2 separate regions of the Mus musculus genome follow, and region 1 is linked to region 2. Evidence: chromatin contacts called from public HiChIP or PLAC-seq data. All regions are on one chromosome and are shown on one strand. Each heading gives the region's core, a stretch centred on a gene start, on an enhancer-like site or on the middle of the called end of the contact. The rest is flanking DNA. Distances are from core to core; before and after follow the strand shown.

Region 1 (6,501 bases), core at 2,476-4,975, 240 kb before region 2:
ATGGCACCGTGAGCATGTGGAGATGAGAGGAGAAATTAGAACCAGGTTCTCTTCTCCCGCCCTGAGATCCTGGGGACTGATCTCAGGTTGTCAGGCTTAGCAGCAATCCCCTTTACCTGCTGAGCCATCTTGCCAGCTCTGAATCCCACTTTCCAACTAGACCTTTTGAGGCTCTTGTTTCCTCCCTTCATCCTCACTGTATCTGCAGGTCTGTCTGTCTTTCTTGGACTGAAACATAGACGTCCGTCATCCCACATTTCCAGAGTTTTCAATGTATTGTCTCTTCAAAAATTCCTTACTACATTGTAGAGGATGGGAATTTGGGAAAATTCAGCAGTAGGGAGCTCATAGGTTTGGGGTGGGGGTGGGGGCCAGACAAGGTCTCATATGTCCTGGAAGACATGATGCAGCTGAGGAGGGCCTTGAACTCCTGATCCTCACGCTCTCACTTCCCAGGTGCTGGGATCATGGGCATGAGCCAGCACACTTAGTTCATGCCACACAGGGGATCACGTGAGGTGAGTTCTCTGTCCCCCAAGCTATAGCCCCAGCCTCAGATTGGAGGTCTTTTTAGCGAAATAAAGCCATCTATTTTGATCAAACTCCCATTGGTGTATCAAAACTCCAATCCTAAGTGCAGAAGAGGAAGAAGAAGAGGAGGAGAAAGAAAAGGAGGAAGAAGAGGAGGAAGAGGAGGAAAACCCAGGTATAAATCTATAATCCTAGCACTTGGGAAGCTGAAGCCAGAGGACCTCAAGCTTGAGGCCAGCCTGGGCTATATCACAAGACCTCATCCCCAAAAAGGTAAAACCTATACAAATGAAATCAAACAGAACAGTAAGGGGCTAGAGATGTAGCTCATCAGTCGAGTACCAGCACTCAAGGCTCTAGGTTCAAAGCCCACATCTGGGAGAAGGGCAGTGGGATGGCTCAGCAGGCAAATGGTGTTTAGTGTTAAGAATGAGGGCTTGAGTTCAATTCCTGGGACCCACATGGTAGATGGAGAAAACCAGCCACATTGCAAGCTGTCCTCTGACCATCACACATGCTCAGTGGCATCCAAACACCACACTCCAATAAAAACTAAATAACTAAAAAAAGAAACTCAAGCCGGGCGTGGTGGCACACACCTTTAATCCCAGCACTCGGAAGGCAGAGGCAGGTGGATTTCTGAGTTCGAGGCCAGCCTGGTCTACAAAGTGAGTTCCAGGACAGCCAGGGCTATACAGAGAAACCCTGTCTCAAAAAAAAAAAAAAAAAAAAAAAACTCAAAGAGAAAAAAAAATCATGTGGTCGACTCAGTACATGCTGAAAAAATATTAATTTTTTTTTCTCATACCCATTCTTCATTACCTGTTCGTTACATAACATAAAATTAAAATGTCATTTAACTTTACAAATTATTTCTGCTTTTGAGATGGGGATTCATACATCCTAGGCCAGCCTCCAATTTAATACATAGTCCAGGATGACCTCAAATTCCTAATCCTCCTGCGTGCTGGGATGACAGACACGTGCCACCAGGCCCTGGTCCCTTGTCTTCATCCACCCAGCTACCTATCTCCTAAATAAACCATCTGTGATGTCTTTGGCCTTTGGATACTGAGCTCCTGGTGTCTGCCATCCTTCCAAGGACCGCTGAGCAGGGAGGCCAGAGAGGCTCGTGGGAAGACCCAAGAAAGGACTTTGGGCAACACGTGAAGTGATGGGGCTCCTCCAGTCTGAGCTGATGACTGGACACTGGACCACGCAGCAGCCAGGCTGTGATCTTACCTGATGGTGTCTTCCATGCGCCCCTCCCCAAGGAACCGGAGAAACATGGCCTGGAGGTCGCTCCAGTACAACGTGGTCCGGCCGGAGTCCTCAGGGTTGACATCTTCATCGACCACCAACACGGAGTCCCCACACGCCTGGCAGGACCCTCGAAAGGCCACGTAGCCTAGGAGGAAGGCTGGCAGGTGGGAAGATGGGGTTCTCTTGTGCTCTCTTCTACTAGACCCCAGAAATGCCCCCAGCCCAGGAGGAGGGAGGGAAGACTCACCCCCAGTGAAGATTAGCAGGGTGATCAGGACCAGATAGGGGGCAGCCTTTCGACCTGCTGCAGCCCAGGGTATGGGAATTGACCTCCCGGGACAGGAGCCTAAGTGCTCAGGGCCTTTGAGTTCCATGGGGCAGAACTGGGCAGGAAGCTCCGCCCCTTCCTCCCTGTCTTCCTCCTCCAGGTGCTCCAGCTGAGGGCCTTCCACGCGTCTGTAGATGGTCTGAGAGGGTCTTGGGGACCACTGTTGCTGAGTGGAGGGGTGAGGTAGGCATGAGATTACGGGAGGGGGCCTAAGAGTTGGCTGAGGGTTAGGCAAGAATGGTGTCACTGACTCCGGCCAGGAGGAAGGGAGCTCTGGAGGCTGGAGAGGAGGGACCCAAGGAGGACCAGTGGGGCCAACCTTATGCATTAGGGAGTTGCCTAAGGGACACGAAGGAAGACCTAATGTGTGTAACCACAACTCCGCACCCCCGTGGTCTTACCACTCTCCGAAGTAGACCCCAACGTTGCTCCATGCTTGTGCCCCCTCCTGAACTCTGCAAGTAGTCCACACACACACACACAAAACCCCGATAAACCGTTTGTGGGAGCCCTAGAGGGCCCCTTATCAGCCCTGACAGGCAGCCTGAACCTAGGCCGTTTCTCATTCCCCATAAGGGTGGGGGCACAGTCTGGCCTCAGTCCAGCCTTCTAGACATTCCCCCTGGTTCATGCTAGACCGCAAGGGGCAGTGCCTTCTCTCACCAATCTTTCCACAAACCCCACTGTTGCGGGCAGACTGCAAAACAATCAATTTTTTTTTTTTTAAACCTCAGAGCAGACTTTGGCCAACTTGGTTCCCGTCACAGGTTGGGGGATGGGGGGGCTTAACGTGAGGGGGGAGGGGAGATATAGGTAAATCCCTCCTTTTCCCTGATTTCACTCTCTCAGGGTGTCCTTGGGGAAAGTCCCCAGCCCCCTTGGAAGTTTCACCATGAAAACGTCTGCCCCTTCCCACCTCTTGGGTCTGGTTGCTAGGTTTTCCCAGCACACAGCCTTCCAAATAACCCGTTAGCCGGTCTTCCTGCCCCAACCCCTGTCTCAGATTCCAAACAGCGGTATCTCAGTGGGGTGACTTGGTGGTTTAATCTGACCACAAAGCTGTCTGTCTGTCTGTCTGTCTGGAATCTGCTTGGTTGCTGGGGAGGAAGTGTTAGGAATGAGGTAAAGAGGTCAAAAGAAACCGACGAGTGGGTCTTGGAGTCAGGAAACTATGGGTTTCCACCTCACCGTTAGGGGGGCAGAAAAGGTCTTGGCCAAGCCACAGTCCTCCCCAGCACCCCTTGGATCACTAAAGGACTTAAGTGTTTCTCCTTCGGGGTCTACGACTCTAAAATTTTGATGAAGGGCCATAACCGCAGTTTACCCTCCAGTTTGAAATCCAAGCCGCGACGAAGACACCAGGACCTGCAGCTGTGAATGGGAAAGTTCAGGGTCCACCTCACCCTTACTTCTGGTCCAGGTTTCCCCTGGGAAACTGCGGGTCCTACCCAGGTCCAGAAAGATCTGAGAGGTAGGGGCTCACCAGTACCCCAGTCCCTGCCTCGTGCCTGTCAAAGCCGAGTCCTGAGTGGGAAGACACAGCAGCCAAGTTCAGCTCAGCAACAGGTCTCTGGGTTTCTTGGACCATGCTCCCAGGAGACTCAAAGCCTACTGAGGCCACACCCACTAGAGCACGCCCCCAGGCCCCGCCCCAGAGGACTCCGCCCCCGCACGTCCTTTTCTGGAGCAGCCCTGAACCAACAACCAGCTCAGTACAGACTCTTCCTGGTCCTTCCAGAGTCCTGACCCCACTAAAACCTAAGAAATTCGTGCCCCAGAGTAGCACGAATGTAGGTGTGTCTCTCTCTGGCATCTCACCAGATCCCCACGCCCCCATTCTCCCCCAAAGAAGTCAAACACTTGATTTTCATAAAAGTTCTTTTTTTTTTTTCTTCTTTCAACTCAGGAACATCACAGTCTAAGAAGATGTGGGTAAGAGAGAAGAGGGTAATGGGAAAGGGAGAGTTCAGCGCTTTTGGATTTCTGGCTGGTAGAACGCCCCTCTGGCGTTTCTCCGTGGATGGGGTGGACGGGTATTTGGGGGAGGGGGGCAACTTCAGGGGCACTTCCGCTCCACGCACTGCTTCCCTCCCTCCTCGTATTCCTGTTTGGAGATCCACATCTGCTGGAATGTGCCCTGAGAAAAGGGCAACATCAGCTGTCAGGCGTCACCCCACACCTCTCTACACCACCACACCTCGGCTTTCTACTTGCCTTCATGCATTTCTCACCTGTATCCTCCCCCCGCCCCCCCCCTTCCGGGAGATTTTAGGCTGCTCTACCACTGAGCCACGCCCCCAGCTCCTCCCTGGGGGATTCTAGGCAGAGGCTCTACCACTGAGCCACGCCCCCAGCTCCTCCCTGGGGGATTCTAGGCAGGGGGGGTCTACCACTGAGCCACGCCCCCAGCCCCTTACTTGAGATTAAACATGTTTTGTGCATGTGTGTTGTATTTGTGCCTGTGTTTGTGTGTGATGGTTGAGCTAACATGTACACACGGAGTACAAAGGGCAGGGTTTACCAAACCATACAGGTTTGTCACTCTGTAGAGAGGCTAGCCAGCCTTGAGCTTCTGGGGCTTCGCCTGTCTCCTCCCATTTTGTAAGAAGAGGCCTGGGATTACAGACAAATGTTCTCCTTACAAGTTGGGTTCTGCGGATCTGAACTTGGGTCCTCATGCCTTGTGCAGCAAGTGCTTTGCCTACTGAGCCATCTTTTCAGCCCTTGTATTTATTTGCCTTTTATTTTGGCAAAGGGTCTCAACCAATGGCCCAGGCTGACCTTGACCTTGTGATCTTACGGCCTCCACATCCAGAGTAGCTGGACATACACCTCCCACCCCAGCCAGCGCCACCATCACCGTTCTGACACCACCGGGCACCTCACTGCTACTCTCCCCTGCTGCTTTTTTCCGGGACCTTCCAACCGTCTTTTTTCATGGATAGCTGCTCAGCCCCCATGTGAAGGTTGGTGTCTCTGGCTCACAGAGCAGCCTTCCTGGGTGACCTCATTTGTCCCTGCCACTCTCCAATCTCTTGTTCCCGACTCAGATACCCAGCTGTGTCTTGGTTACTTCCTCCTGAATACCCTTGACCTTAAACTCCCTATGATCCCATAACTGACATCATCAGCTCCCAGCAGGCTTTGCCCAAACCTCATCTCTTTTGGTTTTCTCTCCTCCCCTCCCCTCCCCTCCCTTTCCCCTTCTCTCCCTCCCATTCCCCTCCTCTCCCTTCCTCTTCCCTTCTTTTTTCTTTCCCCCTTCCCCTTCTGTTCCCTTCCCACAGCTCCCCCTCTTTCTTTTAACAGGCTCACATGAAACACAGGTTGGCCATGAATTCTGGGTAGCTGAAAACATGAATCCCATCCCCCGAACCCACATCAAAAATCTGGGTGTGATAGTATGCACTTGGATCCCCAGCTCCAGAGAGATAAACACATCCCTGGGGCTCGCAGGCTCTGCCTTAGCCTCCTCTGCACAGTCCCCTTGATCGCGGGAAGACTCATGTCGCACCCCTTACCATTGGACCACCGTTCTATCCCAAATTCCAGGGTGTCCCCTTTACTCCTCGATGACTATGGCTGCCTTACCATAACCATACCCTCACCAGCCTTTCTCCTGAAGAAGTCCTCAGTCTTTAGAGAGCATTCACTGGCTGCACTTGCTCCAAAAACATTTTGTTTTAAAGAGCTTGGGGTTAGGTAAGTAAAGTGCTTGCTTAACAAGGCTAGGACCTTAGTTCAGTCTCCAGAATCCTTGTAAAAGAGCCATCCTTAATCCCCGTGGGAAGGATGCTGAGACAGGAGGATTAAACTTTACCGGATAGTCAGCCTAGGTGACCCTGTGACTTCCAGAACAGTGAGAGACCCTGTCTCAAAAAACAAGGTAGAAGGTGCCTGAGGAATGACAGCTCCGTTTGTTCTCTGGCCACAGGATCTCACTGTGTAGGCCAGGCTAGCCTTGAACTTGAGATCCTCACACCGCCTCAGCCTCTCTAGTACTGGGATTGCAGGCATGCCTAGGTAGTTGTTGAATAAAAACCGGCCACTGTCGGGGTCTGTTCTTCTAATACCCAATGCCATGCATCTTCTCTCTCACCAGTGAGGCCAAGATGGAGCCTCCAATCCAGGGGCTGAACTTGCGTTCCATGGTGCTGTTGCTGGCGATGAGCTTAAGACGCATGCTCTGGGGAAGGAAAAGGGGGCTGGGGAGTGGACATCTAGATTCTGGGGAGGGAGAAGGCTTGGTAGACGGGAGGAAGGCACAGAGGCACGAGCATTTCTGTTTAGGGGAATCAGGAGGCATTTGGGGTTCAGAGAGCTAAGCTAGGATTGGAATCTGGGTGCCCTGAGTGTGTGTGTTGGAGCTCTTACCGGTG
Region 2 (7,449 bases), core at 2,308-4,807:
TGGCTCACAAACATCTGTGACTCCAGTGCTAGGGAACCTGATACCTTCTCCTGAACTCACGGGGCACATACATGTAGTTGTGTGGCTTCCGGAGGAGGCTCTGATGGTTAATGAAAGTGAAGCTAATTGGGACAGAAATAGTCTGGCATGCTTTTAAGCCCAGCACTCAGGAGGCAGAGACATGTAGGATTCAAGGAAAGCCTGGCCTACAGAGTGAGTTCCAAGCCAGCAGAGGCTACACTAGTGGGACCCTGTCTTAAAGGAAGGAAGGAAGGAAGGAAGGAAGGAAGGAAGGAAGGAAGGAAGGAAGGGAGGAAGGAGAAAAAAAAGAAAAGAAAAAAAGCCAGAGGGTGGCAGCTCCTTCCCCTCCTTTCTCCTCTTCCTCAGTGCTGAGATAGGTTCTAATGTAGACTCCACTGGCCTCAAAGTGTCTATGTAGACAAGGATAACCTTGAACCCTCACTCCCCTTGTCCCAGCCTTGTGAGTGAATGGTGGGGTTACAAGCATGAACTACCATGATCAGTATATAGTTTATTTGATTTTTCCTCTCTTCCAGGGAGAGAGGCTCATTATGAAAGGATTGTGAGCCTACCCTGATAGGCTGTCTGACGCTGGAGTTGATTCTGGGCTGCTTCCTGAAGACATTTCACTGGATGGAAGGTTTCTGTGGTAACAGTCAGAGGATATACCCGAGTGCTATTACATAGGTATACCTCTGAGATTCAGTTGAGTGCCAGCTACCTGGGCTACATGAAACCCAGCCTCAAAACCAACAGACAAAACCACACTTAATGCATAAACAACAGCCGGGCAGTGGGGGCGCACACCTTTGATCCTAGCACTTGGGAGGCAGAGTCAGGTGAATTTCTGAGTTTGAGGCCAGCCTGGTCTACAGAGTGAGTTCCAGGACATCCAGGGCTACAGAGAAACCCTGTCTCAAAAACAAACAAACAAAAAGACATAAACAAGACTAGCCAGATGTGGTAGTTCATACCTTTCATCTCAGCCCTTGGCAGAGGCAGAGAGGCAGAGAGGCAGAGAGGCAGAGAGGCAGAGGCAGAGAGGCAGAGAGGCAGAGGCAGAGGCAGAGAGGCAGAGGCAGAGAGGCAGAGAGGCAGAGAGGCAGAGAGGCAGAGAGGCAGAGGCAGAGAGGCAGAGGCAGAGAGGCAGAGAGGCAGAGGCAGAGAGGCAGAGGCAGAGGCAGAGGCAGAGAGGCAGAGAGGCAGAGGCAGAGAGGCAGAGAGGCAGAGGCAGAGAGGCAGAGGCAGAGGCAGAGAGGCAGAGGCAGAGGCAGAGGCAGAGGCAGAGGCAGAGGCAGAGGCAGAGGCAGAGGCAGAGAGGCAGAGGCAGAGGCTCTGAGTTTTAAGCCAGCCAATCTACAAAACAAGTTCCAAGTTCCAGAATAGGCAGGGCTACACAGAGGAACCTTGTCTTGAAAAATTGAGGGGGTGGGGGAGACACAACCAAGAAAGAAGAAGGCAGGCATGGTGGCAAGATAGCTATAATTCCAGCACTTGGGACGAGGAGGCAGGAAGCTTAGGAATTCATGGTTATCCACAGCTGTGCAGCCTGGGTTACTTAAGAGCCAGGCTCAAACAATCACACAAACTGCATAGTCAGAGTGGAGGGAGCTTTTAGAAATTAAAAAAAAAAAAAATCGCCAAATATTGTCTGAAACATGGGTAGCAGGGATGCCTGATTTATCCTTGGTAGAGCCACAGCAGGTGTGCCCATCTGTGTCCACATAAATTCATACGCACGAGGAAGCCTAGGTCACGTGTCTTTCTCAGTAACTTTCTACTTTATTTCTCTCACTGAACCTGGAGGTCACCAGTGCAGCTATGCTGAGCCCCAGGGATCCTCTTGTCTGCCTCCCCAGCATCCGGCTTATTCAGATTCCTTTACTTGAGCTCTGGGGATCAGAACTCGGGTCTTTGTGCTTCTAGGACAAGTGCTTTTGGTAACTTGGAGCCCCAGCCTCTTCTATGGGAATGTGAGACTCTATAACTGTGCTCATTCTGGAGGTCCAAATAACAGGGTGACCATGAATTGCTACGCTACATAAAAATTCAGAACATGTGGCTAAAGGTCTCCAAGGGGGACCAGTGAGATGGCTCAGTGGGGCACTTGCTGCTCTTGCAGAGTACCCAGATTCCGTTCCCATCACCTACATGGTGGTTGACAATCATCCGTACCTATACTCCCATGGGATCCAGCACCCCTTCTAACCTTTATGGCCACTAGGCACGCACGTGGTACACATACATACATGAGACAAAATACTCACATTTAAAAAAAAAATCTAAAGAAAAAAAGCTTCCCATCTTCAGTTCCCTAATCTAATACAACCACAGTAGTAGAACGTGCACTCACAGAATGGTTATGCATATTTAATACAATACCGTGTGAGGGGAAAAATGAATATGTATGTATTGGACTAAAGAGTCAATATGTTAAGGCTTCGTATGTACTATAGCATCACTTAGTGTGCTTGAGGCTCTGTGTTTAATCTCGGGGTGGGTGGGGGCAGTGCTCTTTTAGGAAAATAAATATTTGCATCAGGCTGTGCTGTTACTTATCTGTAATCCCAACACATGGGAGGTATAGGCAGGAGGATCAGAAACACGAAGTCTTCTTCAGCTATGTATTGAAATGGGGCTAGCCCGGTCTACATAAAGAGCGCCCCCACCCATGCCCCCTGCGAGTATACACGGTTAGTTCATCTCTCAACTGCTCTCCTTGAAGGGATGTCTTTTTTAAGTCCCGTTTTATAGATGAGGAAGCGTCGTTGGTAAGACCTGTAAGGGTTGAAGTTGGAGTTTTGGGGTCACAGATAAAGGATTTTTTTTTTCTTTTTTCGAGACAGGGTTTCTCTGTAGCCCTGGCTGTCCTGGAACGCACTCTGTAGACCAGGCTGGCCTTGAACTCAGAAATCCGCCTGCTTCTGCCTCCCAAGTGCTGGGATTAAAGGCATGCGCCACCACTGCCCAGCTCACAGTTACAGGATCTTAGGCACAAAAGCAAGCAGGGTTACCTGCTTATTTACCCGGACCTGAGTCGGGATGGAGGATCACGGCTCCCTCCCGTGGCCGAAGAGAAGAGCGCAGCCTGCGAGCTGAAACTGGACGAGGAGGGGGTCTCCTCTGAATGTGAAAGGGACCAGGCTGGAAGCCCGAGGCACTCTGGGTCTCCCGAGAAGCTGAAATAGTACGACTCCGGCAGGCGCCGACCGACGTCGCTCTCAGTTCCCAGGTGTGTACCTGAGTCAGGTGCCGCGGTTCCGCCCACTCCACTTTTCCGCAGTCGCCACGCGCCCCTTTCAGATATTCCTGGGGGCGTCCTGGAGCTCGGAGTGCAGTCAGACCCTCACCATGGGCATCTGCTAGCATCCTGGCAACGGGGGGCTCTGAGGATCGTGACCCACTACCTTGCAAAAGACACCCGAGACGCACGTGGAACGGTTTGGCTTGCAAGGCAGCGTACGAGAGTGTGGGCGGGGCTTGAGTGTAGACCACACCTTTGAGGCGGGGCTTGAATCGGGACCAATGGGACGCCTTGCTGGGGAGGGCAGGCTCCGGGCCTGACATCCCGGTAGCCCGCTTGCTTTTTCCGGCTCCCTCGCCCCCTCGGTTTATAGCGGAGCCCCACAGGCGCGCTGGGATCACACCGGAGCAGCTTCATTCCTAGGTGGTGAGTGAGCACCCTGCGGCACCCAGATGCAGGGTGCACTTGGCCGGCTGGAGCCAGATGCCTGTCCCCCCCGCCCCCCCCCAGGCATCCAGTTACTGAAGCAAGTGGACAAGAGCGGGTGGGTGGGGGAGGAGGACCCTGGGGATCCTGTGTGGCTGATGCTAGGCTGCCTGCATTTGTGTTTGGACAATTGATGGCTCTGTTTGGATTGATAGAGTTTGGAGGGCTCATTGTAGAGATTAGAAAAATCTGGTCAGGATTGAGATGGGTTGAGGGACAGGGGTGATACAAGGTGGAGCTTTGAGAGCTTTGAAAGTTTCTTATTGCCCATGTGTGAGGTGCTGTATTGAGGGTACTCGACAGGAGCAGCATAGGACTTGGGAGGAGGTGTTTACTGGTAATAGCTAACTTCCCTTTGAGGAGATCTTCTTCCCCTCTTGTTGCCAATTAAGGCGAGACCTATTTGACAAGGGGATCTGTGTCCCTTTCGCAGACTCACTGCTACCCCTAGTTTCAGAGGCACGGAGGATGACACGGTCCCTAAGAACTGAAAGGGACCCTGATTATTTAAACACCAGGGTCCGAGAGTGGGGAAGTTGCTGGGACAGTTTTGAGTTTCTGTGCCCTGTGTGTGTGTGTGTGTGTGTGTGTGTGTGTGTGTATCCTTTGCAACTCTCCTTTTGAGGAAACTGAGTGTTTAATTAGGGTTTTGTTTAGGGAGAGAGGGTCTGTGGTATTGCTATCCAGCCACTAAAACCTCTTTTTACAGGTCTCCTAGCCCTTTTGTGGCTTCCTCTGCTGGCGTTCAGCAATGGCCAGCGAGAGCTCCCCTCTTTTGGCCTACCGGCTTCTGGGGGAAGAGGGGGCTGCCTTCCCTCCCAATGGAGCTGGAGTATCTGGAGTGCCATCATCCCGCAAGCTCTCCACCTTCCTGGGTGTGGTGGTGCCCACGGTTCTGTCCATGTTTAGCATAGTCGTGTTTCTGAGGATTGGTGAGTAGAGGAGGGAATTATTGGGAAGGGGCTAAGGCTAGGGATGGACCCTAGTACATGTGGTCAGATGGAGGGTAAGGCCCCTTGAGGCCTTGTGTGTGGCTCTGCTGTGGGACTGTGCTGGCCAGTGGGATGGGGGGAAGGGGGAGAGGTATATAAGCATCCCTTGTGACCTGCTTTTCTCCCCCTGTGCAGGGTTCGTGGTGGGCCACGCTGGGCTGTTGCAGGCCTTGGCGATGCTACTGGTTGCCTACATCATTCTGGCACTAACAGTCCTCTCAGTGTGTGCCATTGCCACCAATGGAGCTGTGAGAGGGGGCGGAGCCTACTGTATCCTCCAACCTAGATGGACTGGGGTCTGGGTATTTCTGTCCTCCAAGGTTCAGGAGGGGAAAGGGGCCAATATCTTCTGTCTGAAAATAGGCCAAATGTTAATGAATATAGCCAGTAAAGGTGACCAGCACTCTTATCTTCATGCCTGGTCTCCTAACACTGTTAGCAGTTAGCGTTTTTTAAGCACAGAGTGTGTATGTAGCTCAGGGGTAGAGTGCTTGCCTAGCATGCATGGGTTCGATCCCCAGTCCTTCTCCCCCTCTAACAACAACAACCACAAAAAATTGCTCACTGATAGTCATTGTACAGATGAGGAAAGTGATACCAGGCATGGAAATGCAGGCCTCTCACCCTGGGTACCTGGGAGATGGAGGCAGGAGGATGAAAATCCCAAGAGTACCCTGGGTTACAGAATGAATTTGAGACCAGCCTGGGCAAAATAAAAAAATAAAGAGAGGGACATGATGAACCATGCCTCTAATGCTGAGGAGTTCTGGGTCATCCAACCCATAGTGAGTTGGAAGCCACCAGGGCTACTTGAGACCTTGTATCAAAAACACACAAAGTGGTGGCTGGAGAGATGGGTCAGGGGTTAAGTGTACTGGCTGCTCTTCCAGAGGGCCCGGGTTTGATTCCCAGCACCCATGTGGCAGCTCACAACTGTCTATAACTCCAGTTCCAGATGCTCCGGTCACCCTCACACAGACACACATGCAAGCAAAACACCAATGTACATGAAATGAATTCTTTTTTTTTTTTTTAAAAATTAAAAAACAAACAAAATAAAGAGTAAAAAGAGAGCAAGGGAGGCGCTCAGGGTAGAGGGCTTGCCTGACAAATGGGCTCATGTATCCTAGCGGGGAAATGGGGAAAGCTGTGCATTCTTAGGATTTATGCAGAGATTAGGACATAGGCACAGCATTGCTGGCAGCTGAGCTGATGCTTACAGGAAACCTGGATGTGAGGCAGCTGGGAGGTTGGCTTAGGGCCCCTTCCTCTATTTCAGTTTCTTTTCCCTTAACGCTCAATCTCCTGCTTCCACTTTTAGTCATGATCAGCAGGACTCTGGGGCCGGAGGTTGGTGGCAGCATTGGCCTCATGTTCTACCTGGCTAACGTCTGTGGCTGTGCCGTATCCCTGCTGGGACTGGTGGAGTCTATACTGGACGTCTTCGGGGCTGGTCTGTGCTCTCCCCAAGCTGGTGGGGGGTGCTGGGCTTCTCAGAATCTGGGATTGTGGAGTCATGTCTCCCAAGATGCACATGGGCAACCCAGTGCTTGTCTCTGCCCCCAGGGAACTTACTGTCCCCAGGCATGTCCAACCTGTAGTGCTCTGGCCACATGTGGCCAAGGATAGCAATGAATGCTCCCAACACAAAATTTTAAGCTTGCTTCAAACGTTAGGTTCTTGTTTAGATGTGTTTTCTTTTCTTTCTGTTTTTTTTTGGGGGGGGGCAGTATATGGAGTGTACATGTGTGTTGTGTGTATGTGCATGTGTAGGTGAGCCTGGTTGAGTATGCCTCGGTAGAGGCCAAAGGTCAATGTTGGCTATCTTCCCTTATCACTTTTCCTTTGTTTATTTATTTGTAAATAGACATTATTTTTTTATTGCTGTGTGTACAATGCTTATTGTGCACTGTATTGTGGTTGAGTGTGGAGGTCATGGGATAATCTTGTGCAGTCAGTTTTCTCCTTTATGCTGTTTTGGGGGACTGAGGTTTTGGGGTGAACAAACGAGGTTTACCCACTGAGCTGTCTTGCTTATGTTTTTGAGCACTGGTTTGTTAAAGAAAAGTAAGAAATAACTCCTAAGCTGGGCATGGTGGTGCATGCCTTTGGAGGCATGTGTACATATGTACACACACACACGCGCACACACACGCACGCACGCATGCATGCATGTATGGGGATTTAATTAGAATGACTTACAGGCTGTGCTTCAGATAGTCCAACAATGGCTGCCTATGAGTGGAAGGTCTAAGAATCCAGGAGTTGTTTGGTCTGCGAGGCTGGGTGTCTCAGCTGGTCTTCTGTATAAACCGGAATCCTGAAGAAGTAGGCTCTACTGCCAGTGAAGGAGTGGATTTGCTAGTGAGGATGAGAACAAGCAGGCGAAGAAAGAGCATCCTTCATCCATGTCCTTCATATAGGCTGCCAGCGGAAAGTGTGGTCCAGATTAAAGTTTTATTTCCTCACCTCCAAGATCCCAAATAGAAGTGGGTCTTCTGCCAGGTGGGGTAGCGCGCACCTTTCATCTCAGTACTCGGGAGGCAGAGAGAGGCGAATCTTGGTGAGCTTGAGACCAGCCTGGTCTACGCAGTGAGTTCCAAAACAGCTAGAGCTACATAATGAGACAAAAAAAAAGAAAGAAAAGAAAAGAAAAAAGAAAGAAGGAAAGGAAAGGAAAGGGAAAAGGCTCATGTATCCTGAAGA

What was found. HiChIP or PLAC-seq counts read pairs in DNA pulled down with a chosen protein or histone mark.
Region 1: an H3K27ac HiChIP or PLAC-seq map of embryonic stem cells shows a contact between it and region 2, with 2.8 times the contacts expected there. The contact joins the promoter of Tfr2 here to the promoter of Slc12a9 in region 2. A contact is called at or near these places in 6 of 39 promoter capture datasets (the 3T3-L1 cell line, the HPC-7 cell line, cranial neural crest and 3 more), 2 of 115 datasets of contacts at active chromatin or transcription factors (bone marrow-derived macrophages and embryonic stem cells) and 1 of 9 other capture datasets (adipose tissue).

Annotation. Positions count from the first base shown.
Region 1 is chr5:137,567,064-137,573,564 of GRCm38.p6, reverse strand. It overlaps Tfr2 (transferrin receptor 2), which reads right to left and starts at 3,725. Exons shown (of 20, transcript NM_015799.4): 1 at 3,631-3,725; 2 at 3,447-3,493; 3 at 2,524-2,577; 4 at 2,042-2,288; 5 at 1,774-1,951. The coding sequence starts at 2,556. Actl6b (actin-like 6B) reads right to left here. Exons shown (of 14, transcript NM_031404.5): 12 at 6,497-6,501; 13 at 6,222-6,308; 14 at 3,985-4,259. The coding sequence ends at 4,179.
Region 2 is chr5:137,329,690-137,337,138 of GRCm38.p6, reverse strand. It overlaps Slc12a9 (solute carrier family 12 (potassium/chloride transporters), member 9), which reads left to right and starts at 3,557. Exons shown (of 14, transcript NM_031406.3): 1 at 3,557-3,691; 2 at 4,461-4,683; 3 at 4,879-5,013; 4 at 6,065-6,196. The coding sequence starts at 4,503.